Linked DNA regions of Mus musculus: all the other regions are linked to region 1. The links are chromatin contacts, called in public Hi-C, HiChIP or PLAC-seq, Micro-C and promoter capture Hi-C maps. All regions are on one chromosome and are shown on one strand. The core of a region is the stretch at or near the end of the contact, and the rest is flanking DNA. Distances in the headings are between cores, read along the strand shown.

Region 1 (3,613 bases), core at 1,005-3,504:
CAGGGCAGCTTTCCCGATGGCCCCTTTCCTGCAGTCCTGGGCTGTGTAAGATGGAGAGAGGAGCAGTGTTTGCATTCATCCCTCCGGGCTTCCTGCTTGTGGATGCCATGGGACCAGCTCGCTCTAGCTCCTGCTGCCTTGGCTCCTCTACCATGATGGTGTACCTTGAACTGTTTTAAGCTAGTTCAAATCCATCGAGGCAGGGAGCAGAACAGTTGCAGCCAGGGGGACGGGAGAGTAATACGCTCACATCTTTTACACCATATATCATATCACCTGCTTATGATGGAAGAGCAGGATTTAGCCCTAGACTTCCTTACATTACGAACTCTTCTCTAAACTGCTCTCTTCTCTTCCTCACAAAGCTTTCTCCAACCCCTCAATATAATTCTACCACACTCACCAATTTTGTTAATTGTGACCATGAAAACATACTTCACACATGGGACATACGTGGTCCTGTGAACACATTTTTTTTTTCTTCCTGCGTACTGTTTTTGCTTTTTGGTTTGTTTTTTGAGATAATGTTTCTCTGTGTAGCCCTGGTCAGCCTGGAACTTGCTCTGTAGACCACCAGGGTGGCCCCGAATTCAGAGATCTGCCTGCCTCTGCCTCCCAAGTGCTGGGATTAAAGTCGTGCACCACCACCTTCAGGCCTAGTTTTTTTTTGTTTTTGTTTTTAAAGTCTATTTTGTTCACAGAGTTCAGTGAATTTTAGTGAATACTCACACCTCTGTAAGCATCACCCCGATCAAGGTATGGAGTTTCCTCCAGCAACCTTCCTCCTGCTGTTCTGTGTTCAACTTCATCACCTTGGAAGAATTAAACAAACCAGCAAAACCCTGTAACAGGGCCCCAAATCTTAGTAGGCTGAAAGATCTTACCACAGTTAACTCAATGGTGGAAATACCATTTAAGCTGTAAAACTTAACACATAGACAGTACCACCTGCCAAAACTAAAACAAAGGCTTAATCCATTTAAGTCCGTAGTTTTGGGAAATGGACTGACCTTGCTTTTTGGCTTCTGTAGTTCTGCTTCTGGCTAACTGAAGCTTTTAAAAAAGTTTTATTTATTATTTCTAAGTACACTGTAGCTGTCTTCAGACACACCGGAAGAGGGCATCAGATCCCATTACAGATGGTTGTGAGCCACCATGTAGTTGCTGGGAATTGAACTCAGGACCTCTGAAAGAGCAGTCACTTCTCTTAACCACTGAGCCATCTCTCCAGCCCCCCATCTCCCCAGGCCCCAAGTAAATACTTTCTATTGGCTTAAACCCATGCCTGCATTCTTCTCTGGTGAATATCTCATAGCCCCCCAACATCCTATACATCTCAACATCTCATGAATAAAACACCCACATTCACAACATTAGAAAGAACTGACCAAGCCGGGCAGTGGTGGCACATGCCTTTAATCTCAGCACTTGGGAGGCAGAGGCAGAGGCAGGTGGATTTCTGAGTTAGAGGCCAGTCTGGCCTACAAAGTGAGTTCCAGGACAGGCTGGGCTATACAGAGAAACCCTGTCTCGGAAAAACCAATCCCCCACCCCCCTCCCCAAAAAAGAAAAAAAGAAAAGAAAGAACTGACCTAGGTTGAAGAAGTGTTATGCGCCTGGAGATGAGAGGCATGGAGGAGGAGGCATGGTGGCGAGCATGTGCAGCCTCAAGAAAGAAAATAAACACGGCTTGGAGGCAAGAGCGAGTCCACTTTGACTCAAACCAGAAATTCCTCATTTCTCTCTATTTTATTACCGTGGAAATTCGTGCACTCTTTATTTCCCCACAGTCCAAGCAGGGCCATTATGAAGCTAGTTTCCCTAGCTCTAGGGATAACTCGGGGCCATATACATTCTGGGCCAGTGCTCTAAAGGTTGAGTTACAGAGCACAGGATAATTAAGTGATCATTAATTAAGTTGTACTTCAGAGTGTTCCCCTGTCTCAATTAGGTAGTAAGCCCTCTGAAAGCCGGAATTCCATAATCCACCCCTTGTCCTGCAGGGAGAGTGAATGTTATTAGTTGAAGTGACTAGTGTATGGGGTGAATATTGAGAGTCCTTGATGAAAACGGTCGGGCTCAGAACCCGAAGTCAGGCGGATATGCTGGGTCGCACTCCCAATCGCAGGGGGCGCTCTAGGTCAGCCTCGCGATCGGAGCTGCGGCGCCGCTCTAGCCTCCAGGACGTCGCTCTCTGGTCTTGAGCCGGGGACAAGCGGCTGCTTTTTTGTCCTGGTGCGGCGGGAGCGCGCAGGGCGCGTGCGCACGCGGGGGTGTTTGGCTTCGCACGGAGCGTGAGAGGTGCGGGGCGGAGAGGCGCGAGGCGGCTGCGGACCCACGGAGCGGCAGACCGATCGGCCCCTGCGGCCCGCGGCGGCCAGGCGGCCCGAGATGTTGTCTGGGAAGAAGGCGGCGGCGGCGGCAGCGGCAGCGGCGGCGGCGGCGGCTGCTGGGACCGAGGCCGGGTCCGGGGCGGCGGGCGGTGCCGAGAACGGCTCTGAGGTGGCCGCGCCGCCCGCGGGCCTGACGGGCCCCACCGACATGGCTACGGGGGCGGCGGGCGAGCGCACTCCCCGAAAGAAGGAGCCTCCGCGGGCCTCGCCGCCCGGGGGCCTAGCCGAGCCGCCGGGGTCTGCTGGGCCCCAGGCGGGGCCCACAGCCGGGCCCGGCTCCGCGACGCCCATGGAGACCGGAATAGCCGAGACCCCGGAGGGCCGACGGACCAGCCGGCGCAAGCGGGCCAAGGTGAGGCCGTGATCGAACCGCTGGTCCCGGGGACCGGAGTGGGGCCGGGGGAGGGGAGGCCCGGCCTTTGTGCGGGGACCCGGTGTATCGGGCGCTGGAGGGTGTGACCCTGATGGTCTGACTGGGAAAGATGGCTTCCCGACGCGTTTGTCTACCTGTGTGTCTGATGTGTGCGGACGGCGGACGGCTTCTGGGTTGTGTACACCGGGGAGATGGGTGTGATGCTCTAAGAGTCAAGCTGCATGAAAAGAAAGAGACTTTTTCTTTGTTTTTGAAAGGTCTTGCTGTACGCCAGGTACGCGTAGACTCTTATTTCTTTCTTTCTTTTTTTTAAAGATAAAATAATAAAATATACAAAAACCAATCGTTTATTGTGCGTGTGCGAGTTGGGGTCATAGGATAGCTCGCCTGAGTCCTTCCTGTCTTTCCGCCATGCTAAGGAATCGAACTGAGGTTGTCAGGCCTGGAGGCCAGCGCTTTCTTGGGGCCCGGGTAGACTTTTTCAAATTGTGGAAGCGAATGAAGAATACCAGTTGGACACGGGGCGAATATAAAGATAAAGATTTGGCATCAAATCCAACACTATCCACAGATAACCTCTGTCTCACACCCCAGTATGCCAGATGGTGCATTTGGCACAGGGCCAGCGTTTTTCGTTTTCCCAAACACCACTGGACTGGTATTGTTAGCTTCATTTTAAGAATGAGTAAAAAGAGGTTTGCAGTTTCAGAGTTTGGTGTTTTGACAAGGTGTAATTCGATATTGAAACAAACAAACAAACAAACAAACAACCCTCTGGGTCAGTAACCTTGCTAAGCATTGGTGTGGCTTTATTGCACAGTATTAGCCTTAACCAGAGATGCTTAAT
Region 2 (3,675 bases), core at 545-3,044, 640 kb after region 1:
ATGGGGTCCTGTACCCAACCCCTCTAGAAACTGTTCACTGATTCGTACCCAGCTTCACTCACCACGAATGGCGTTATGGAAGTTGTCAATGACCACAGGTGAGTAGCCTGCCTCCAGCAGCTCCAATACCGTGTGGCTGCCGATGTAGCCAGCCCCACCTGTGACCAGCACCTTTTCCATGGCGCCTGCTTAGAAGACAGAGTTTCAGAGGTGGCCGAGGCTTCCTGCTCAGGGCCTCACTCCAACTGGATGCTCGACCCCTACCTTCATCTTGGAGGATGTAGGGGTGAGCCCTAGTTTAAGGAGAGGTTCCAGAATCAGCCCTGGGTCTAACTAGCTAACTACCAGTTTCTGGCTGTAGGGGCTGACGTTTTGAACTCTCTCTAGGGCACAGTTTTCACCTCTAGAACTAATTATTGTACACACCCCATGTATTAGGAGGGCCCAATGAAGCAGTTTAAAGGTCTGCCACCTGCATATGTAGGACATCAGACACACCATGCTGTCTAGTTCCTGTTGACAGAGGGTGGGAAGATGGGCCTTTTGAAGACCCACCCTTCCTGCCTCCATGTCTGGAGTATGGACAGTCTCGGGCAGAAGAACATCGCTTAAGAATGGGAGGCTAGGATACAGAAAAAGGGACCTGTCCCTGTAAACTGACACCTTTTCCCCGGAGCAAAAGGTTCCTGGGTTTGATGACTAACATCTAGTGCTCCAACAACCCTTCCCCTGGAAGGTCAGTTGGGAGGAAGCAGTAAGAACGCCAAATGGCCTCAAGGGTGGGGTCCTTAGCCAGGAAGGCTGTGCCCAGCTCAGAGGCTGCAGTGCCAACAGCCCTGGAGTGGGTAGGGCTTCACCCCACCCTGGGGCAGCCAATAGCTCAGCTTTGGCCCAGCTGACTTGGAGCCACAGATCCCGCCCAAGGAGGGCAGCACCAAGTGAGCCGGTGTCGACGTGGATTTGGCTCGCTCTCCGCTGCCAGGTGTGCATCCCCACCCTGAGCAAACTGCTGGGCGGACAGAGAGGCAGTCCACACAGTGAGGCCTTTCATTTTCACGACCTGGCTCGCTGCCGTCTTTCTCCGAGCTGCCTCAAGTTTCTGCTGGGGTTATTCTGCTGCAGCCCACTGGACGGGGCGTCCAGTGCGACCCAGAATCACTACCCCGCACTTGTGCGTTATTTTCCCAACATCTGGATGTGGCAGGTGTTTCTACCAGCCCTGGGTACTAGGGTCTGAGCCCAGAGGCAGTCGGCCTGGGGTCACACAGCAATAAGAACTGACTAAGGGGGATCCCCGAGACTATGCCCCGCGACTCCCTGCAGCTCCCGCATTGCGCGAAGACGCGGGGAGGCGGTCGCTGAGGGGACTCTGGTGGCAGAAAGGCTGCTCTGAGGTCGCTCCGCTCCGGACTAGGGGATGACCTTGGTCAGCGGTCCCCTCCTCAGTTTTCCCTGTCTGTACAAGGCAGGAGAGCGGATGCTGGGTCTCAGCAGCCTGGGCGAGGCGGAGCTTAGCTCTGGACTTCGGGTCTGGGCTGGGAGCAGGAGCGGGGAGCCGAGCCCCGAATGAATGGGCTCGGGTGGCCCCCGCTACGGTTGCGGAAAACGCGAGCAGAAGGGGTGAGCCTGGCCCTGTTCCGAACACGAACCGACCCTCTTGGAACCTCCTCGCTCCCCACCAAGCATTGGCCCTTCCGAGCTCACTAAGCCCTTCATTCTACCGGCCGAACCTGCGGAAGCTCCAGCGCTGACTCCAGGCACCGCCTCCCGCGACCAGCGCCGCGGCCCCTTTAAGACCTGACAGCCCAGCCCGACCCCGCCCCTCCACGCCCTCCAGGAAACGTGTGTACTGGGTTACTGCCTGGACGGCAACCCTGGAGGGACAAATGGTCTGCACAGGCTTTAAACGCCTGCGCAGTGCGCTTCCATCGAGGGCGGAAATGAGGGGTGCGGACGCCATCCGGTTACCGGCGGGCTGTTGAGGAGAAACAAGGTCGGGACTGGGCCCTTTCTAGTCCCTCCACTCAGAGCCACTGTTTGTGTCAAACCCTTGGTCGGGCAGCTCCAGTTGGAGGACATGGCTGGCCCGGGCTGCGTCCAAGTTCACGTGGGAAGAAACCCGCGATGGCGAAGGAACCTTGACATTCACAGTAGCAATTGCTGTGCCCATCGCTGAGCCGCTGCCTCCCTCCCCCAAAGCTGTGTTTGCGCACCTGCCCCCGTATAGGGACTCAAGACACTTTTGTCTCGGTTTAAGATACAAAGCGGGACCGGGCGGTGGTGGCACACGCCTTTAATCCCAGCATTCGGGAGGCTGCTCCTGCAGAGGCCCCGAGTCCTGTTTCTGGCACCCACATACCTACCGCCTCTCATTACATAGGATGCCATGCCCGCTTCTGACCTCCGTTGCACATACCATACATAGCTGGCATTCTCTCACAAATACATAAATGAAGCTAAATCTTTCCTGGTAGTACAGGTCTTCAGGCCCAGCAGAATTTCAGTGAGTTTATGAAAAGGGAAGCTGAAGATAGCTAGCGCGTGAATAAATAATAATAATAATAATAATAATAATACTGTCAAGTTGACCATTGTGGAAGTTTGTTATCTCACTGGAAGCAGATACAGATGGATCCCTGGGGTTCACTGGCCAGCCAGCCTAGTCTCCTTAGCTAGTTCCAGACCAGTAAGAGATCTATCTTCCTGATCTATCTTCCTGCTCTGGAAACAGGCACGTTCTCAGAAGCGAGTCCTAGGGTGTTCCCCACAGCAATGATTTCCAGTCAGTGGTCTGGGGGCTTGGGTGTGGCGATGGAAGAGATCCAAAGATGAACCAGCCACAAAACCTTCCCTCTTCCCTCAGAGCAATTTTACTCCTCCACCCATAAACACACGTTTGAATGTTATATTAGAAAATTAAACCTTTAATTACATAAGCTGTTTTCAAAAAAATCACACACAGAGTGGAGATTTCGTTGGCAGATGACCACAGATGCAGATCAACCCCCACCATTCCAGCAAATGCTCTGCTGGCATAAGGGGAAACTGCTCTCTGTCCTCAGAGGTAGAACAAAGGCCCTGCGGCGGTGGACATCAGCTCTGTTGGCAGGCAGACTCACCCAGGGCCATCCCAAGCAAGTGCTTAGGCACAGCTCTGGGGAGCTGGCCCAGGCCAGGCAGCTCTAGCCCTTATCATCAGGGACAGGGACCTCTGTGATGCCGGCTCATTTGCTCTCATTCCATCTCTTCATCCAGGAATCATTGTATACACCCAATTCCCTCCGTTCTGGTTCAGGCGAACGAGGGTCTCAGAGCTTGCAGGTGGCCTGTGCCACTTTGGAACTAGTTTTTCTGTTAAGGGCTTGACAGATGAAGTCCCCAGCTTCTAGAAGTTTCTGGAGGTTCACACCCTTGAAGAAGTAAGGAATAAAGTAAGGCAAACAGACCATAGACAGCTGTTGACATGGGAAGGGGAAGATGACAGCAAACAGGCCCCTCCTGCAACAGTTGTGACCACTGTCTGGGGCTGTCTCCAGCAGGCGGTTTGTGGAAGGGACCTTATTAGTGGTGTCCCATCTCCATGTTCAGGGTCCAGCCTGCCCCACAGGAACTGTGATGTCCATTCGTTGGCCTTTGTGTCTCTTTCCCTGTGCTGAGACTGTCCCCAGACCATTG
Region 3 (3,429 bases), core at 913-3,412, 530 kb after region 1:
AGAAAAGCAGTTGATGCTCTTAACCGCTGAGCCATCTCTACAGCCCCCCAAAGATGTCTTTTTATCTTGTTCTCTCTTATCCAGAGTACTTCCTGGTCATAGCAGAATACCTCCTGGTGCTGGATGAATGAACAGCCAAGAAGCTGCTTGGTTGGCACGCGCTAGGTTGTCCTTGAGCAGGATTTTGTTTTGTTTTGTTTTGTTTTCTGAGAGAGGGTTTCTCTGTGTGGTCCTGGTTGTACTAGAACTTGCTCTGTAGACCAGGCTGGCTTCAAGCTCAGAGATCCTCCTGCTTCTGACTCTTGAATGCTGGGATTAGAGTTATGTGCCACCGTGTCCTTTGAAAAGAGTTTTCAATGGTTTGTTCCATAACTGTGTGTGTGTGTGTGCACAGACACACCCATCACACACACACACATGTGTAGGTGTGTGGAGGCCAGAGGGGGACATCAGGCCTGCCCTATCACTGTCTAGTGTTTTCCCTTTGAGACAAGGTCTCTCATTGCGCCTGGAGCTCAGCTTTTGGTCACCGAGCCCCAGAGAGGCCTTTGTCTCTTCTCCCCATAGTCCTGGGGTTGCAGGTGCGCATACGGGTACACACTGGTTTTTACATAGGTGCGGGGATCTGAACGCCAGTCCCCATGCTTCCATAGTAAGCACTCCAACTGGCTGGGCTTCAGAGATCTTCTTGCCTCTGTCTCTTCAGATCTGGGGTCAAATTCTGGTCCTTATTCTTGTCCCTTCCCACCCCTGCCTAATTTTTCAAGACAGGGTTCCTATGTGTGGCCCTGGTTGTGCTGAAACTCACTATGCAGACCAGACTGGCTTCAAACTCACTGAGACTCTGTATCTTGGGTGTTGGGATTAAAGATCTGAGCCACCACATCTGTCCCTACCATTGTTATTTTAAAGTATTGTTTTCTTATTACTTGGGGTGGGGCAGTTTCAAGACAGGGTTTCTCTGTGTAGCCCAGGCTGTCCTGGAACTCACTCTGTAGACAAGGCTGGCTTCAAACTCAGAAATCTGCCTGCTTCTGCCTCCTGAGTGCTGGGATTAAAGGCGTATGCTACCACTGTCCAGCTTTTTAATTTTTTTAAGAGCTATTTTTTTATGTGTGTGTATGTTTTGCTTGCATGTATGTCTGTGCACCGCATATGCCTGGTACCTGTGGAGGTCAGAAGAGGGCTTCTGATCTCCTGGGACTGGAGGTACAGAGAGTTGTGAGCTGTTATGTGGGTGCTGGGAATACAATCCAGAACCCACTGGAAGTGCAGCCAGCGCTCTAAAGCACTGAGCCATCTCTTCAGTCTCTATTACTGCTGTGCTTGCGTAACTCAAACTGATATCAAATTCCATGTAGTCAAGAATGACCCTGAATTCTTGATCTTCTCCCTCCATCTCCTACATACTGGACCATAAAAGTATATAATAAAGTATATAAAAGTATATTACACACTGACGGTACTATTGTTAGTATTTTATCACAACACATCAGCATGTCCATAGGAACATATGAAATATCATTTTATATTTTATTTTGTTTTGTTTTTTTTTTGAGACAGGGTTACTCCAGCTGTCCTGGAACTCACTCTGTAGACCAGGCTGGCCTCGAACTCAGAAACCTGCCTGCCTCTGCCTCCCAAGTGCTGGGATTAAAGGCGTGTGCCACTACTGCACGACTGAAATCTCAATCTTGAGAAGATGAGGAAAAATGATGCATCTAGGCACATTCCTGCCCCCTATGAAGCTCTAGGATAAAGCAGGGCAGAGGTCAGTCTTCAAACACAGAACTGGATCGTGGTCTTGAACTTGGGGACTGGCAAGAGAGAGAATAATGAGGGACACATAAGGAAATATCCATGCTTCGCCAAGCCACTAGCATGTGTCGTGGGGGCCACAGGGTACACAAGAACAGGACACTGTCAGCCTCTCTCTCTCAGGCAGCGTTTGAAGGAGGTAGGGGACTGATATCCTTTAGCCCTCCGCCCCCGTGCGTCATGTGACTGGGAAGCAAGAAGAGGGTTGAGAAGGCACAGTGTGGTGACACACATCACATATTGAAGGTCAAATGAAAGCAGATTTAGCAGTCTTGTGGAGCCACTTCCCTGGATCTTGTGAAGTGGGTCAGAGCGCCCCTGGTGGACATACATGGAATGACAGTCTGCCCACCTGATGGTAGTGCTTTATAGCGCTGGATGCTTGCTAGGCTTGAGTTCTGCGCTGCACCAAGCTTGTGCCTTCATCTTCACGTAATGCTCAGACCTTTCACCCTGCGCTCCGTGTTGTTGTCATGGTCACTTTACAGGCCAGGGAACTGAGGCAGAGAGAGGGAAGGTGGTGGATCCAGCCAGGCTGAACTCTCACCTGCCTATCAACCAGAGCGTCACGCCCCTCCTTCGCTTGCATACGGGAAGGCTGGCTAAGTAAAGGAGGGGATTGGCCGGGACTGAAGCCTAAGAGCCACTGATCTCAGCTGCGGGGAGGACCTGGATCTCATTGCAGCAGAGCAGAGAGCACATTCTTAGGAGGAGGGGGATGAGGTCACAGGTGTTATCTTGAGAGGAGAAGGGGAAGAGAAAAACCAGTGGGGGAAGGGCGGGGGTGGGGAGAGACCATAATATGTGTGTATTTGGAGGGACGACAAGACAGGAGGATAAGGCCAGGGCAGCAGGCTCTAGGCGGTCCCTAGCTAGATTCACTCAGCAAACCTTTGGTCGGGTCCTGATAGAGCACTCAGGAGAAGATGGAACCACGTTGTGGAGAGGCCGGAGATGGGAAAGGAAGGAAGGGACCGGAAAGACCCTGGTTGGTGATGAGTGTGGTGAGCCCATGAGGGTGGCCAAGCACTGGGCTCCAGGAGCAGCTGAATAAAAGTTCTGTGGCTAGCCTCAAACTGCCCGTGTAGCCCAGGCTAACCTTGGCCTGCTCTGCTACCCCCACCTTCCCCAGTGCTAGGATTACCCGGTGTGTGCCACCACACCCAGCCTGAAATAAAAGGATTTTGGTCAACCAAATCTTGAGCCCAGCTTGGTAAACTTACTGAAAATCATGTAATTGCATGCTTAGAATAAGCAAGTGTGTTCTATAAGTTCTACTTTGTTATCTTTTTCTTTTTTTCTCTGTTTTTTTAATGCAACGGGAGGCGAGGAGACATGGAGTCTAAATGTTTTAGAGGCTATGATTCCAGAAAGGGCGAACATTCCAGATGGAGAGTGAGGGAGAAACCAGGCACCTGGCTGGAGGAGCCTGGCCTCACTGTTGGGCTGTGGTGAATCTGAACTGAGCAGACTCTTGTGCCAGAAGACTGTCTGCCTCAACCTCTAAATTTGGAGCAAATATCCCTCTCAGGGCCAGCCTCACTTCCCACACGGGGAATGTGAGACTCAGAGGGGTCAAGCAGACTACCCAGTCTCACGAGCATTAAAGGA
Region 4 (3,563 bases), core at 198-2,697, 730 kb after region 1:
TCTTTTGGCCTCCCAGGACACTGCAAGCATGCGATGCACAAACCAAACAAAATCAGACAGGCAGACGGTGATATTTCGAAGAAGGAATTCTTTTTTACACATGGTCCAGAGTTTGGAGCTCTTGTGGACTGGTAGCTATTAATGAGCTAGAGACAGTGCTAAGACATGGTGAATGCCGGAACCATGCTCTCCCAAAGGGCAGCCTGACGCTGACCTTGTAGGAGAGAGCAGGCTCAGCCAGGTGGCAGGACACAGGCAGGCTTCATGGCACCCAAGCTTTCCGACAATGTGGGTAATGGTGTCCTCTATGTCAAGCACCTTTTAGGCACAGAGAAGAAGGGCACATGAGCCCAGGCTCTTGAAACTCACTGTAGCATTATGCTTTGAAGTGTGGCACCACTGAGATGTCCTGAATCCAAGAACACTGGAAATCAGAATAGCACCTTGCCCTTAAAATTGCTGAGACTGGAATGAGATGACATAAGCAAAAGTCTAGCATGAGGTAGGGAGCAGATAAAACACCCTAGATGCATTTGGACAGGCTTGCAGAATTCTGGACCAACTTAATTCTGGACAGCAATGGCTATATAGATAGATGTGTGAGTGTGTGTGTCTTATTTGCATCACAATTTGGAGCCAATGAAACGTTTTTGTTTTGCTGAGATGGGGGTTTTGCTATGTACTCCAAACTGACCTCAAAACTGAGAAGCTGTGATTACAGGCCTGAATGAGGCAAGACACCTGGCACATTTACCCCCAGAATTATTCACTGAAATTGGTGTTCACCCTTGAAATGTTGACTCTAGGATACACGTTTTTCTTTTTCTCTTAAACAAAAGATATCTCTCCTTTCTTTCCCGAACCTTGCTGTCATTCTTGAGCGGTATATTTCTTTTCTCTAGTTTTCCCACTTTCGAAACAAGACCAAAAAATGTGTAGGGATCCAGCAAGTGCTGTGTATAGAAAAAGCAGGCCCTGATAGTAGTGACAGTCTCAGGTACCGAGAAAAAAGTGAAGCTAGATCAGAGGAGACATAAAAAAGGAAGGTGGTCATGTGCAGAAATAGTTGCCGGGCTCTGGGTGGGGTGAATATGACCCACGGCAGCTCTGGGGCTGGCCCAGTGACCGCAGGACAGAAAGGGCCAGGAACAAAGACGGGCGCCGCGCAGAGGTCTGGTCACGGAAGTAAAGTACGGGCCCCGCTGCCAGAGGCCAGCAGAAGAGCAGCTGCCCTCCGCCAGCCGGGGAAAGTCCAGCAGCGCGGCTCCCGAAGCGGGCCAGTTATTCCCGACATGCTCCTCCCGCAGGATTTCAAACCATGACAACAGCCACCCCGCACTCCCCCCCCCCCCCGCGTGCCCCAGCAACAGGCGGTGGCTGGCGTCTCATTGGCCGCGGGACGCGCTGCCGCGTCCTCATTGGCTGCACAGTCTCCGGTCCTCTTCCGCGCTTGCAGCGGCCTCCATTTTGTCGGGAAAGGCAGTAGGAGGTTGGTCCCCAGACGGAGTTGTGATCCGTGACTCGTTCGTGGGCTGTTAGATCCGTGCATCGTTTCTCCCTGTAGAGGGAAGGAGGCTTGGAGGTCGAGAGGGAGCCGCCGCCGCCGCCGCTCGAAGTCGGTGAGTGTGGCGGGGGCGGCCATGTTGGCCATCGCGGGCACCATTGTTGGGCCTGGCTGAAGAGGAAGTGAGGCCGGTCGGGTGCGACCGACTCCCTGGGAGCGGAGCCGCGGGCTGAGGCTGCGAGCTTGCAGGTTCACTGTGCGGGTGACTGCGAGTGCGGGCCTTCTGACTTACAAAGTCGGAGGCTTCTCAGCCTTGTGAGGGTGTTTGCTAATTAGAACAGAGAAACCTTTCCCCTTAGAGGCGTGATCTTTAGGAATGTAAGGTTATTATGGTTTGTGAAAAATTATGGCACCCGTTACCGGAGTCATAGGCGAAATCACGATGCGCGCTGTTGGGAACAGAACCTTGATGTGGAAATGGCTGTGCGGGTCCTAGTTTCACTTTAAAACGGGTAAGAGTTGCAGGTAAGCCCCCAAGAGTTGTAAGCTGATATTTATGAGGTCAAAGAAAGTCGTGGTCTCATACATCATCTATGAAGCTTTGAGGAAGCAGCGACAGCCATTTCTGTAGAATGTCTAAAAGATCACTTTTTGGGGTTATTTTCAAGTAATTCTCTTTCCTTTTCTAGCTAGGACTTCTCTCAAACTTGTGTGCTGAGGAGACTCGATGTGGACCTCAGCTCCTAGGCTGAAATCAGCAGACTGGCTCATGAAAACTTGTGTACTGAGACAAAGGAAAGGATCTAGCAGAAAGCAACGTCTCTTATCCTGGGCTTGGCAGCAAGGAAGAGGACAAGTAGTGGAAATCCTTCAATCTGAAAAGCAAACTGAAAGGTATAAAGATTCCCATCACAGTGGGGCCAATTATCTTAGGAGTGAAGCAATTCTAAACTATTAAGGTCAGCGGCCATGCATGGCGATGCTGCAGTATTATGTGCCTGTAATTCCAGCACTCCAGAGTTTGGGGCAAGACTGCTTAAAGTTGGAGGCCAGTCTGGTATAGGAGACCCCACCAGCCACGGGTGGCTTTCGGTGTGTGGGGTTATTTCTTTTAGCTTGTACAAAGAATGAAAGAAGAGCTTGCTTTAATTTTTTTCTTCTTTCAATTTCACAAACTGGTATCTAGCTCACGACTTTAGTTTTTTGAGGTAGATGGTTTTGAAGTCGAGCCTAATGCCATCTTGTCATATTTTCTTCAACACTTCTAGAACTGGAACTATGGAAACATCACAAGGAACATGTGGAATTTATTGTTTACATGTATTTACTTACAGGTGACAAAGAAGCTGAAGATGGGTGGCGGAGAGAGGTATAACATTCCAGACCCTCAATCTAGAAATGCTAGTAAGAACCAAGAACAGCAAAATAGACAGAAGAGCAAGGATCAGAATTCTTCCCAGACGAAGATTGCTCATAAGAAAAAGGAACGAGGACATGGGTACAATCCAGCAGCAGCAGCATGGCAGGCCATGCAAAATGGGGGAAAGACCAAGAGCCTTTCTAACAACTCCAACTGGAATGCTGGTTTATCAAGTCCTAGCTTGCTTTTTAAGTCTCAAGCTAGTCAGAACTATGCTGGAGCCAAATTTAGTGAACCACCATCACCAAGTGTTCTCCCCAAGCCACCAAGCCACTGGGTTCATGTTTCCTTGAACCCTTCAGATAAGGAAACGATGACATTTCAACTTAAAACCTTACTTAAGGTACAGGTATAAAGTTAGTAGGTGTTAACTTTAAATTGTGACGCTTACACATGACATCTGATTTATGTGCTGTACACACTATACAGTGTCGATGCAATTTCAACAATTTAAGTGACTAATTGATTCTACTTGGTAAATTCAAGTTTAGATCTGGGAAATAGTAACCTTAACTTTTTTATTGTTTGATGGGAAAAATTAAGATTTATGGGTTAACACACAACTTCTGAAGAAGTCAGACAGTGCATTTAGCATATACAAGGTTGCACAGTTCAGTTTCATGGTCTAGGGTCATCCAA
Region 5 (3,557 bases), core at 508-3,007, 670 kb before region 1:
CATCTGAGTTCCGTCTTCAGTTTGGTAAGTAGCTCCCTTCCCTGGGCCTTAGTTTTCCTCATCTATAAAGGGAGCTAAAGAGCCAGGAGCGTCGGAGGGCCTTTCTGTGGCAGCTGTCTCCGTGTTTGCTGCAGGCCTGGCTCACACACTTCTCACTGTTTCCTTGGCTTTTTTTTTTTTTTTTTTTTTTTTGTACTGCTTGGTGCTGGGCAGGTCAGCTGAACTTCTAGTTTCCCCTGATGCTCAGACCTCTAAACCTATCTATTTAAGAGGCAACTCCAGAGACCCCAGACTCCTTCAAGTGCAAAGTGCTTTCTCAGGTCTGCAACCCAGGTCTCACTGGGGGAGGGAGCATTCTGCAAGAAGTGGGGGGCGGGAGGGGAGGGGACGGTGGCTGTGCCCTGGTTTCTGTCCACTCTGCCACTGCCCCTGAAGTGTTAATCAAATTAAGAATCCAGGAAAAACAATGCAGCCACTTTGGGCCTCAGAGGAATTGCGAGCTCTCGGAACAGCTGGGAGAATTCCACATCACCTCAGTCTCCCAAGCTCTGGGTGGCTCTGACCCCAACGAACACACTCCTTTCCAGTCTCCAGGGCCCTGGCTGGCCACAATGACCTCATAGCAACAGCCATTGGACACTCAGGGCAATTTCATGGGAGATATTTGTTCTTTGGTCTTGATGCAGAGAGAATTTTTCCTTTCCCACTGTCTCCATGGAAACCCCAGCTACACTGTTGGCTATCCCCCCTTCCCACCTCATGCTTTTCAGATCAATACAGGAGCTTGGCTCCCCACTGGCTGCCCACAGTGGAAGGCTGCAGAGCTCTGGGCAGGAGAAGTTGGGGCCAGGGTTAAGCCTGGGCCATAGGAAGTGCCACTGAGGAGGGATGAAGGAGTCTAAAAGCTGGTTCCTTGTTCTCTTAGTCACTAGCTCTTTAGCTCGCCTTCCCAGGGATCCTCCCGAGCGCAGACCCAGTCAGGGAGAGACACACAGGTCACCAGTGGTTACCACCCCCTTCCTTCTTAGGCAAGACCCTTAGAGGTGGATGGGGGTTGTCGCCTTCTTTATTAAAGGTTGGGAGAAGTTTCTTCCTGCCTCAGGGAACAGCGAGGAGCAGCCAGAGCCAGCCTGCGGGCTCTCAGAGGCTCGGCGCCCCGGTCCTGGACTTCTATGTTTGGCTCCCGCCCCCCAAGCAGAAACAGGTCTCTGCACGCCTCCAGCTCAGCCCGCAGCGCGGCGCGGCGCAGCGCAGCGCGAGGAGCTCGCGCCCAGACTCCTCGCGGTTAACCTGCTATTATGCTCGGGACGCTTTCCCTCGGAGACCTGTCAGCCCGCCGGTTTGCGCCTCGCTCCGTTCCCGGGCCACCGCCCCGCGCTCGCACCCCCGCGCGCCCTCGAGCACCCAAAGGAGCCTCCCGGTGCAGACGCACTGCCAGCCCTGCTACCCCGAGCCGGACTGGGGCAGCAGGGGTCCCGGGACCTCCAGAGGGAAGACCGGACAGTGGTGGTGGCCGGCAGGAGGAACCGGCGGGAGCGCGATCCTCGGGTCCCACGGCTGAGACACCTGCCGGGAGCCCCCTGCGCCTGTGGCCCCGGGACCCGCCCCGCCCGCCCGGTCCCCGGCCCGACTTACAGCCAATTGCTCGCGGCGGCCGAGAACACGGCGAAGACGAGGAGTCGCAGGGACCGCAGGCACGAACGGGGGCTCATGGTGCCGTGCGCGCCCAGCCCGGGGCAGCGGCCGCAAGGCTCCCGTCGGGGCGGCAGGTGGGCGCCGCGCGGACGGGCTGGGGCGCCGGGCCGGGGCGCGCGGCGGGGCTCAGCCTCCGAGCAGCCGGCCGCGCCGCCCGCTGCTGCGCCCGCTGCCCGGCGGACCCGACTGTCAGCGCCGCCCCAGAGCCGGGATGCGGCGGTGGCGGCGGAGGCGGGCGGGCGGCCGGCGGGGCGGGCCGGGGGCGGGCCGAGGATGGGGTTACCTGGGCGGGTCCAGCGGCGTGGGACAACCCCCCCCCCACGGGGGCGGTCCTGAGCCCGCGGGACTGGGCTTCTCCTGGGGGGCCTCCCCGGCCCGGCGCCCGGACGCGCTCGGAGCCTCAGCCCCGCTGCTGCAGGCACGCTTGGCCGCACGCCGCCCAGTTGGGCCGAGCTAGAGGCGCGGCGACCCAGCTGCTGGGTCCCCGCCCGGGGCCTTAGGGACGAGCGGGCACAGCTCCCCCAGCCCGCCGCTGCGGGCACTGCAGCGCCGCCCTGGCCGCGCCCCGCGGCCCCCCGCCGGCGCCTGGGAGCCGGGATCCCCGGCCGACCCCGGCGGAGCCACCGGAGCGAGAGCGGCTGCTACTCGCGCGCACCCAGTCGCTCGCGCTCAGGGCGCACCAGGCTGGGGTGCCGCCCGGCTGTCCCCACCGGACCCCTCCCCGCCCTCAGGCCCCCGCGTTCTGTGGTCCGGCCCCTCCCTAGCACTCACCTCCCTCCAGCCTTCCCGGAGCTGGACAGGGGCCTCTCTACTTCGGGCAGCTTGGGACAGTGGCCTGAGACTCCGGGAATCCGAAACCTCGCTTCTGGATCGCCCTGAGTTCTGGCGCGCTCCAGGCAGCGAGGTTTTGAGCGAACCCCTTGCCTTTCTGTGTAGACCTTCTGCTTAGGAACTGGAAGGCTGTGGAGGCTTCCTTTTAGCACAGGAACCAATCTTTGCTGTCTGCTTGGGTTTCTGTTCGATTCTTTTATTACTTCTCCCACGTCAGGCAGATTCAACCCTTAGCTTGGTGTCTGGCACAGAGTGGGTGGGTGACACGTTTGTGGAGTGAATGAATGGAGTGGAGATATTGCTTAAAAACCCATGCCTGGCTGGTGCTGAAGCTCAATTCCGTGTTAATAGTTACTTGCCATGGCTGGGCCACACCCTCTCCAGGTCACTGATAGAGCCCAGACTCTGGCCCTGCCTGAGGCTACATCCCACTGAGCTAGAGGAACTCTGTCTAAACAGGACACGAAAGCCCAGAGACCCTACTCAATCTCACTAAAAGCAAGGGGGAGAGAAAATGACCTGGCCTCTGCCCTTCCAGAACCAACTGTTTTCTCTATGTGAGTTTGGCTGCCCACCCCCACCATGGCCACGTTTGACTCCAGTTGTCTGGGTTAACCCAGGAGAGACTTGATAAGCGTTTGGCATGGAGGCTGAGCAGAAGGTGGTAGGGATCCGTGGAGCCCCGGCAAAAGTGCAGATGTGAGTTCATGTACCACATGTCTAAATATTTGCAGGTGATAAATCAAGCTAACAAAACGAGGAATAAAATATGTCCTAGCCAGCTCTCAAAAAAACACGCTTTCATAATAACATGCAGAACTGCTCTGAGTGTGAGCTTCTCACACTGCCTGGGTCCCGCATATGCATGGTGCAGCAATGAAGTGCACAGAGAGTGACCCTGGTGCCTGGTCCTGACTCTCACCTTTTCCCACTTCTGCCTTTCTTGCCCTTTACAGATTATTTTGTGCACACATGCACACATCTCAGCTTGTATAGACAAACTTGGTCTCCCGTTCCCTCTCCACCCAAGC
Region 6 (3,831 bases), core at 268-2,767, 750 kb after region 1:
GCAAGTTCCAGGTCAGCCAAGGCTACAAAGAAACTGTCTTTAAAAAAAAACGAATAAATGGCAAAAACAATCATCAAATATTCTAGCATTCTGAAAAGTATTGTATATTTGTTTTAAGGCAGGTCTCATTCTAGTCAAGTTGGTTTGGAACCCAATTTCCAGCATTAAGCATTCCCATCACATCCCCGCTTACGCTAAAATTGTTCAACAGGGTCAGCCATTAAAAATCTGAAATAAAACCATCACAGTATCTACATACTTCATACTTAAGTATTAAAACGACAAAATGGAAAAATTTTTAAGTCGTTAATTAACCACTTTTGTTTTATGCGTAATGACAAAGAGGATACAAAACTCCACAAAACAAGAAAAACCCAAAACCTCAGTTTTTCTTCGGAGTTTATTTTGTACGAACACGAAGAGTAATCCTGTGATAAAAATCTCTTCTGAAAAATTCCGAAGGCAATTCAAAGCAAAGGACAAGCTGTGAAAACAAAGCCCTTTACCAGGCGAGACTCGAACTCCCAGACCCGTCTTCTGAGTGCTGGGGCTACGCCCGGAGACAAGGCGGACTTTTATTAAAAGTACCGCCTCCGTTCACCCAAGTTAATCACGAAGGTCCCTAACGGGAGCGGTCTCTCCAGCACCTCGTTTTCAAAGAGATTTCCGCGAAAACACGTGGATCACTCCATTTAACCGAAAAATTGTTACACTCGCCCCAATCTCCACGACTCCTCTCCCCCACAGCAATCTCGAATCCACTCATCACCATCCACACAGATGGGGGAGATGGAGCTGCAAACCCTCCCCTCCGCTATCCCGTTATCCCACTCGCATCTTTTCCATCTTCTGACTTCGTAGCCCGAGCTGACCTCCGACTCGCGCCGATCCTCCCGCCTCGGCTTCCCCGAGTGCTGGCCTGGGCCGCCCCGCCTGGCAACCCTTTTCCCGTTTTCAACAACAAAAATCCCTTTCAGGCCGAGGGGGGCGTGCACCTCATGGAACGTGGACGTCGGATCCATGAGGGACACACACGTCCGGCCCGCCGGCTCGGCCCAGCCGCCGAGCACGCGGGGGAGGACGGGGCCCCCGAATGCCCGCCACGCGGCCCTCACGCCTGCTCGCTCGCCAGCGCTCGGCCCGGTGTCCGCCCTTGCTCCTGCAGGCCGGCGGCGCGGCCTAGAGCCGGCGCGGGCCCCGCCATCTTCGCCCCGCCCCTCCCCCGCGCCACGGCCGCCGCTCGCCGGGCGCCCGCGGCCTCCCTCCCCCGCGCAGTAGCTGCTCCGGTGCGCTCACCTGGTGTCGTCCGCCACGTTCCTGACGAACAGAGACGTGTTAGGGGGGCGCAGGTATCGGGACATGGTGGCGGCGGGACTCTGGGCCGGCGGCGCTAACGGGCTCGGGCAAACCGTCCGCAGCTCCGGCGGCGGCTCACATCCACTCACACCACACTCGCACAGACCCAGAGGGCTCCGCTACGGCAACTGCCTCTTCTCGCGAGACTTGGCTCCCGCCTCCAGGCCCCCTCCCACCTCCCGCCCCGCAGCACCGGCGGAGGGGGACAACGGCTTTTTCCCGCGAGATCTCTGGGCGTGCGCGCGCCGCCGGCCTGACGCGCGCACCGCGGCCTCGCTGCCGTTCATTGGCTCCAGGCGCGGGCTCCTCCCCTCCCCCTCTTTCTTTCTTTAGCGCTGCGCTTTCCCGCCCTTTCCCGCCCGGCCGAGCCCGCCATCCCTCCTCCTCTCGGCGAGCGCTCGGGTTAAACTACCATGACCGGGCTCGGGAGCCTCGGAGCCAGCTAGAGGCTGCTCCGGAATCCGCTGTTCGGAGTTGCGCCTGGGCTTCTTATCAGATCTCTGGCCAGAGAGAGGAACTTAGAGATTCTTTGTGGGGTTTGGGGGAGGGGCAGAGCTTTCGGCGTGCCGTGCGTGCAACTCTCTGCCTTTGCTGCACATCCGCGTCACCTAGGCACGCAATTCCCTCCCCGTGAGACCCGGGCCCTGCTGTCCTTGTCTCTGTTGCTCACATGCAAGGTGCCTGAACCCCTTTTCCAGCCTTGAAGAGGTGGTGTTTGTCTCTTTGTTGTTTTCTGGGGATCCAATCTAGGTCCTTGGATTTGCTAGCCAAGTTTCTTCCCACAGACCTGCCTGCACCCTAAGACAGACACTGCCCACTCACCCCGGCCCATCGTCCCCCTCTTGCTCCAGTCCCCCTCCAACTTTCAGTCCTCATCATGGGACTCCCCAGCTACAAAAAAACCTTGGCTAGCTGGTTTGCTTTTCTCCCTCTCCTTTTTTCTCCTCTCTTCTCCCTCCCCTCCCTCTCTCTAGCGCCTCCTCCCCTCTATTCCCCACGTTGAGGGAGCGGGCTCAGTGCTTTGTTACTAGTTCCCTCTTTGGCCTCCTAGGGCACCCATACACAAGTGGGCAATACACTTAGATTTTTATTATTGTTTTTGTGTGTGTGGTTTTTTGTTTGTTTGTTTGTTTGCTTGCTTTTCGAGACAGGGTTTCTCTGTACAGCCCTGGCTGTCCTGGAACTCACTTTGTAGACCAGGCTGGCCTCGAACTCAGAAATCCACCTGCCTGTGCCTCCCAAGTGCTGGGATCAAAGGCGTGCGCCACCACTGCCCAGCGCCCTGTTTTTAAATATGGCTTATATGCGTTAATATCTACGGAGTTCAAACTTATGAGTGAGAAGATGCACACATCACTTCCCTCACATACATCACACAGTCTCTGGTAAACATGAGGACTGCGGAGAGAATGAGAGTATGACCAAGAAGAAAAGCAAGAAGTCCAACACCCCTTGACCACCAGGCTTTTGGGCACGTTGTGCAATTTACCAAACAGCAGCTCTGCCAAAGGAGTGGTGTGAAGGAGGCTGTACCGAAGGCCTTCAGGAAAGTACTGCCCGCTGGGAATGCGTCTTCAGTATTTTGTTTGAATCTTTGCTTTATTGCAAGATGGTATAATTGATTTAAATTATAATTTGGTCATCTGGGTGGGGGAATAAGTTGCTGCAAATCTTTTTGTTCGAAAGCGACTAGAGAGGTGGCTCAGCGGTTAAGAGCACGCGCTGCTCTTCCAGAGCACGGACCTGAGTTCAGTTCCAATGTAGGTGGCTCACAGCCGCCTGCAACTCCATCTCTAGGGGATCCAGCACCCTCTTCTGACTTCTGCGGGCACCGGCACACCCATACCCACACACACATGCTCACATTTCTCTCTTTCTGTTTAAAAGCGCAGGGAGGATTAGAAATACCCGACTGGCTGGCAGATCGATGTAACCCAATAAATGAACATTTCTTAAGAAAGGCACTGTAATTTCAGTAGCAACCCAGGAAGATTCAACCACGTAGATGAGCTCCCATCAGCCAACTGCTTCTGGCTGTCACCATTGAGATAGGTGTATTTACATAACATGTTGCACTGGAGCCTTCTCTGTGAGCAGCTTGGGTGTACAGTGTGCCTGTCAATCATCTCTCTCTCCTGCTGTGTGAAGATGATCTGTTCCGCCTACTTCTCCACCCATTACATCCTGCAGAGAAATAGGAATATTCCAGGCAATTTTTGCTTTACCCCCTTCTATGGTCTACGTACCATCCATAAGTGACCTCCAAGGCCACGACACTGTAGTTTCTCTGTCCAAAGGAGCAAAGGTAGTGGTGTGTTTGAACCAGTAACTTCTCTAATTCTCTAGCATCCGGGATCTGTTTAATGGGTGCCTGGTTTGCTTCTTCTAGTCAGGCAATGTTTTGCTCATTGAATTTATCAATAAATTCTCCAACAAAGACATCATGTTTTTAAAAAAATTACATGGATAGTTAAC
Region 7 (3,581 bases), core at 96-2,595, 870 kb before region 1:
AAGGCTGCTCTGTAGAGGGTGGGGAGGAGAGGTGCTACGTGGGTGTGGCAGAAACAGAAAAGGGTCAAGCCTGGTGGGCGGTTAAGGAGTGACTCAAGAGGGCAGAGGTGATAGAGAGCCAGCCAGGCAAGGACAGAGAAGCAGTCACTGGGTAAACACTGGCCTAGTTGGAAAAGTCACCCTCTTGGCTCCAAGAACAGGGAACAGGGATAGAGACTGTCTAGGAGCACCTGGGCTCTGTGGCTCACCACAGCAGGGCCCAGAGGTACCCCACCCTCATCTTCCACCCTCTGCCTGCCGGGTCCATCAACTCCACCCTGTCCTCCGTGAGGTCACTCAGGTCCTCTGGGCCTCTCCTGCCAAGTGCCTTCCAGGTCTTAGGATTCCTGACTCAAGAGTTCCCTTCTCCTCCTTGTGGCCCCTTGTGAGCTCAGGGTAAGGGCAGAACTGAAGGAGCACACACAGCATCCCACTTGGGAGGTGGTGGAAGAATCCTGGGGACTCTCAGCTGCTCTTGGGCTGGCTTGTAGTAAGCGCTGCACCCAGCACTCATTCCATCCAGGCCCATTCTGCCCTGAGGCTTCCCATTCTGAGTTCCCTTTACCCACGTGGGACTACCTCCCAGAGGTTAACTAGCTCTCTGCAGGTCTCACGGAGGCTCAGTGCAACGCAGTGATTGATTTAGCTTATGGCTTAGAAAACTCCAGGGTCCATGGGGTGCTCCACACAAGGCTTAGTTTTGTTCCAAGTTTTAACTTTTGACTGCCTGATCATAATCTCCCCCCAGAGGATAGCATGGTAAAGTTCCAGCGACGACTGACAGGGTACCCATCACCATGAACTGCCCCTTCTGCCAAGTTGGCAGCAGAAAGGAATACCCTTGTCCTGCCAAGTTCCCACCCTGCTAGAAGTTTCTCCGTCAGCCCCCCCACACGCCAGAACTGCAGGCCGGGCCATGCCCAGAGGCGACTTTGAGCCTGAACAACGTGGCCGGCGACCCTCCGATTTCCACGCTTGCGGGGACGGCCCCTGACCTCCACGCTGGATCCCTGGGACGTCCCCTAGGAAAGCCCCACGCTGCAAGGGTGGCGCTGGCCAGTGCCAGCCCAGGGTCCTTCGCGGGCGCGGCCGTCCCGGGCCAGAGTCCCAGCCGAGCAGCCTCCGGTGGCCCCGCCAAGTTGGCGCGCGCCCCCCGCCCTCGGCCCTCGGTCACGCAAACTCACCGCTAGCAGCCGCGCGTGCAGCAGCAGCCCCAGCAGCAACGAGCCCACTGCCCGCTGCCCCATGGCCCGGCCTCGTTCGCTGGCTCGCTCGGCGCCTCCCGCAGCCACCAGCTCGCTGTCCTGCCGAGTCCTTCGGACTGCTCGCCTCTTTCCCACCCCCCACCCCCCCAACCAACTCCCGTCCCCGCCCTCCCGTGCACGCCCCGCCCCCGGGTCTCCGGCTCCGCCCCCGAGGCGCCAAGTTCAGGAGCCCTAGGCCCCACCTCCAAACATTTAGCCACACCCCACAAGACCAGGTTCCGCCCCCGAGGCAACGCGTCCTGACCATATAGACCACGCCCCTAACAAGACCTGGCCCCGCCCCCTCAGCGGCGGCCCCCGCCTCCTAGCCGCGAGCTAGGCTCTCTGGAGGAGCGGCGCGGCCGACTGTGCCTTTGTCTGGGCCCCAATCCCCCTCGATGTGGGATGAGGCCCAACCGGCTCCACGCCAGACGTGGCTTGGAGTGTGGGATAGGACTGAGACGCCACCTGGCAGGGCCTCGAGCCCTCCGCACACGCCGCTCCTTCACACCACGTGCTCCACACGGAGTGCACAGCAGTTTTCGAGAGAGGGGGATCTCACATGCACTCAGCTGCTCACATCCACTCCATGTACCTGTTTACCTTTTTGTTTACCTTTCTACAGACTCAAGCATCCCAACAAGCTATAAAGTGGCTTTTATTTATTGTGTTTGTTTTCTGTACCTCTGTGTGTGTGTGTGTGTGTGTGTGTGTGTGTGTGTGTGTGTGTGCGCGCGCGCGCGCGCGTGCGCCTACATACATGCCCCAGTGCACATGTGGAGCTCAGAGGTGTTTTGGAAAGTAATGGTCTCCTAGCATGTGGGTTCCGGGATCCAACTCAGGTAACAGAGCTTTGTGGCAAATATCTCTTCCCACTGAGTTCTCTCTCTAGTCTGGATCACACACCAATCACACACCCAGTTCCTCACACATTTTGTGCTAGGGCTTATGTGCTTTTTCACACACTCACCAGCCTATATGTTCTACATTTTTCCTCCACACATTCATCCCAGTGCGTGATACTGGACAAGATGGTGCTCCTACCCCTATGCCACAGACGATCTGAATCACTCATAGACCCACTCTGATTCACATACATCAGTCCCAGAGATGTATCACTTTGTATACCCAGGTTCAGACAAGGCTCTTCCAGAGCCTCAGTCTCAGGTGTTCTTGCCAAGTCACTGGCATTGAGGCAACCCTGCTGCATCCCAGGGGCAGACACACAAGCCTGGAGCTGGGGTGTGTCTTTACCACCTACCCAGGGTCCCCTTTTTTTGACTGAAAATTTCCAGGAAGCCCCAGGCTAATGGGTGGAGAGAAAAATAACTGAAGTATGTGTGTGCCTTTGAGGAAAACCCTTTGAGTGATGATAGAGGGAGAAAAAAATACAAACCCAAGTTTCCATTGTTTCCTGTGAGTTGCTAGGTTCCAGAAAACTCCTAGCAGACTTTGCAGCCAGGAGTTAGGTGGGCTGTGGACAGAAGGAAATGCCCAGTTCACTGAATGGCGCCAGCCCTGTCCGGAAAGTATGTTCTCTGTGATAGGAGCCAGACACTTGGGGACCTGAGAAAACACTGACATCCTGACCCTATTCCACAGAGACACCATCTCCAAAAGACTGGGCTCTTCTCTGCCCTGTGGGCATAACTATGAGGGACCAACTCATAGCATGAAGAGCAGAAAGTACATCCAAGTGGGCCTGCCAACACTCTGGCCTCAGCCCAGGCTCCCAGCATAGCACCTAATAAGGCCTGCATCTGCTCCTCGCAGGGGGATGGGACAGACAGAGAAGGCATGCCCAGTTGTGGTCCTCAGTGGTCCCTGTTCTGCTAAAGGGGACAAAGGAGGACACAATCCTGCCTCGTGCTATTCTCAGTGCAACAGAGAAGCCTGCCTCTACCATCTAGCTGTGAAGTCCGAAACAAATCCTTCAGCCTCCACTGTCTGCCTCCGTTCAGGAAGCAAGGGCCATGCTGACCTTTCTCACAGTGTGCATATGAGGACTAAGGGACACTGATGGGAAAAAAAAAAGAGAAACAAAACAAAGAAAAGAAAAGAAAAAGAAAGAAAGAAAGAAAGAAAGAAAGAAAGAAAGAAAGAAAGAAAGAAAGAAAGAAAGAAAGAAAGAAAGAAGCGTCAGGCCAGAGAAACGGCTCAGCAGGTAGGGACACTTATCACCGAGTCTGAGAACTTGAGATCAGAGCTCTATCTCTGGGTCCTACAAAGGTAGAAGAGAACCAACTCCCCAAAGTTGTCCTCTGACCGCCACACATATGCTGCTTAAACAATGATCTT

The links. Promoter capture Hi-C pulls out the DNA fragments that hold promoters and counts their contacts. A called contact is a pair of places that touch in the nucleus more often than the background predicts. HiChIP or PLAC-seq counts read pairs in DNA pulled down with a chosen protein or histone mark.
Region 2: a contact with region 1 is called in an H3K4me3 HiChIP or PLAC-seq map of pro-B cells, with 3 times the contacts expected there. The contact joins the promoter of Gale here to the promoter of Kdm1a in region 1. A contact is called at or near these places in 2 of 39 promoter capture datasets (hippocampal neurons and pre-B cells), 1 of 484 Hi-C or Micro-C datasets (embryonic stem cells), 4 of 115 datasets of contacts at active chromatin or transcription factors (forebrain, memory CD8 T cells, pro-B cells and 1 more) and 1 of 9 other capture datasets (pancreatic islet).
Region 3: an H3K4me3 HiChIP or PLAC-seq map of bone marrow-derived macrophages shows a contact between it and region 1, with 4 times the contacts expected there. The contact joins the enhancer-like site here to the promoter of Kdm1a in region 1. A contact is called at or near these places in 2 of 39 promoter capture datasets (embryonic stem cells and hippocampal neurons), 4 of 484 Hi-C or Micro-C datasets (the G1E-ER4 cell line, cardiomyocytes and cerebral cortex), 3 of 115 datasets of contacts at active chromatin or transcription factors (bone marrow-derived macrophages, large pre-B cells and pro-B cells) and 1 of 9 other capture datasets (embryonic stem cells).
Region 4: a contact with region 1 is called in a promoter capture Hi-C map of pre-B cells, with 2.7 times the contacts expected there. The contact joins the promoter of Pnrc2 here to the promoter of Kdm1a in region 1. A contact is called at or near these places in 1 of 39 promoter capture datasets (pre-B cells) and 1 of 115 datasets of contacts at active chromatin or transcription factors (microglia).
Region 5: a contact with region 1 is called in a Micro-C map of embryonic stem cells, with 4 times the contacts expected there. The contact joins the promoter of Wnt4 here to the promoter of Kdm1a in region 1. A contact is called at or near these places in 1 of 39 promoter capture datasets (liver) and 1 of 484 Hi-C or Micro-C datasets (embryonic stem cells).
Region 6: a contact with region 1 is called in a Hi-C map of CD4 T cells, with 6 times the contacts expected there. The contact joins the promoter of Srsf10 here to the promoter of Kdm1a in region 1. A contact is called at or near these places in 1 of 484 Hi-C or Micro-C datasets (CD4 T cells) and 2 of 115 datasets of contacts at active chromatin or transcription factors (bone marrow-derived macrophages and pancreatic cancer cells).
Region 7: a contact with region 1 is called in an H3K27ac HiChIP or PLAC-seq map of microglia, with 6 times the contacts expected there. The contact joins the promoter of Hspg2 here to the promoter of Kdm1a in region 1. A contact is called at or near these places in 2 of 39 promoter capture datasets (both in liver) and 2 of 115 datasets of contacts at active chromatin or transcription factors (extraembryonic endoderm stem cells and microglia).

Annotation. Positions count from the first base shown.
Region 1 is chr4:136,601,364-136,604,976 of GRCm38.p6, reverse strand. It overlaps Kdm1a (lysine (K)-specific demethylase 1A), which reads left to right and starts at 2,254. Exons shown (of 20, transcript NM_001347221.1): 1 at 2,254-2,745. The coding sequence starts at 2,392.
Region 2 is chr4:135,961,844-135,965,518 of GRCm38.p6, reverse strand. Gale (galactose-4-epimerase, UDP) reads right to left here and starts at 1,794. Exons shown (of 11, transcript NM_001356493.1): 1 at 1,731-1,794; 2 at 63-185. The coding sequence starts at 180. It overlaps Hmgcl (3-hydroxy-3-methylglutaryl-Coenzyme A lyase), which reads right to left. Exons shown (of 9, transcript NM_008254.3): 9 at 2,851-3,410. The coding sequence ends at 3,309.
Region 3 is chr4:136,070,259-136,073,687 of GRCm38.p6, reverse strand. No RefSeq gene overlaps it. Among named protein-coding and RNA genes, the nearest start is that of Rpl11, 19 kb to the right of the region's middle. Within about 2 kb of position 2,162, at least 86 of the 459 cell types and tissues checked have an H3K27ac peak or open chromatin away from gene starts, as enhancers often do. A contact at or near this core is called in bone marrow-derived macrophages and cerebral cortex, where this site is marked.
Region 4 is chr4:135,871,730-135,875,292 of GRCm38.p6, reverse strand. Pnrc2 (proline-rich nuclear receptor coactivator 2) reads left to right here and starts at 1,447. Exons shown (of 3, transcript NM_026383.3): 1 at 1,447-1,619; 2 at 2,194-2,398; 3 at 2,839-3,563. The coding sequence starts at 2,857. The coding sequence ends at 3,279.
Region 5 is chr4:137,275,835-137,279,391 of GRCm38.p6, reverse strand. It overlaps Wnt4 (wingless-type MMTV integration site family, member 4), which reads right to left and starts at 1,757. Exons shown (of 5, transcript NM_009523.2): 1 at 1,636-1,757. The coding sequence starts at 1,712.
Region 6 is chr4:135,853,757-135,857,587 of GRCm38.p6, reverse strand. Srsf10 (serine and arginine-rich splicing factor 10) reads right to left here and starts at 1,517. Exons shown (of 6, transcript NM_001080387.2): 1 at 1,297-1,517. The coding sequence starts at 1,361.
Region 7 is chr4:137,466,567-137,470,147 of GRCm38.p6, reverse strand. It overlaps Hspg2 (perlecan (heparan sulfate proteoglycan 2)), which reads right to left and starts at 1,345. Exons shown (of 97, transcript NM_008305.3): 1 at 1,224-1,345. The coding sequence starts at 1,286. It overlaps Gm13010 (a long non-coding RNA gene), which reads left to right and starts at 3,006. Exons shown (of 3, transcript XR_881513.1): 1 at 3,006-3,447.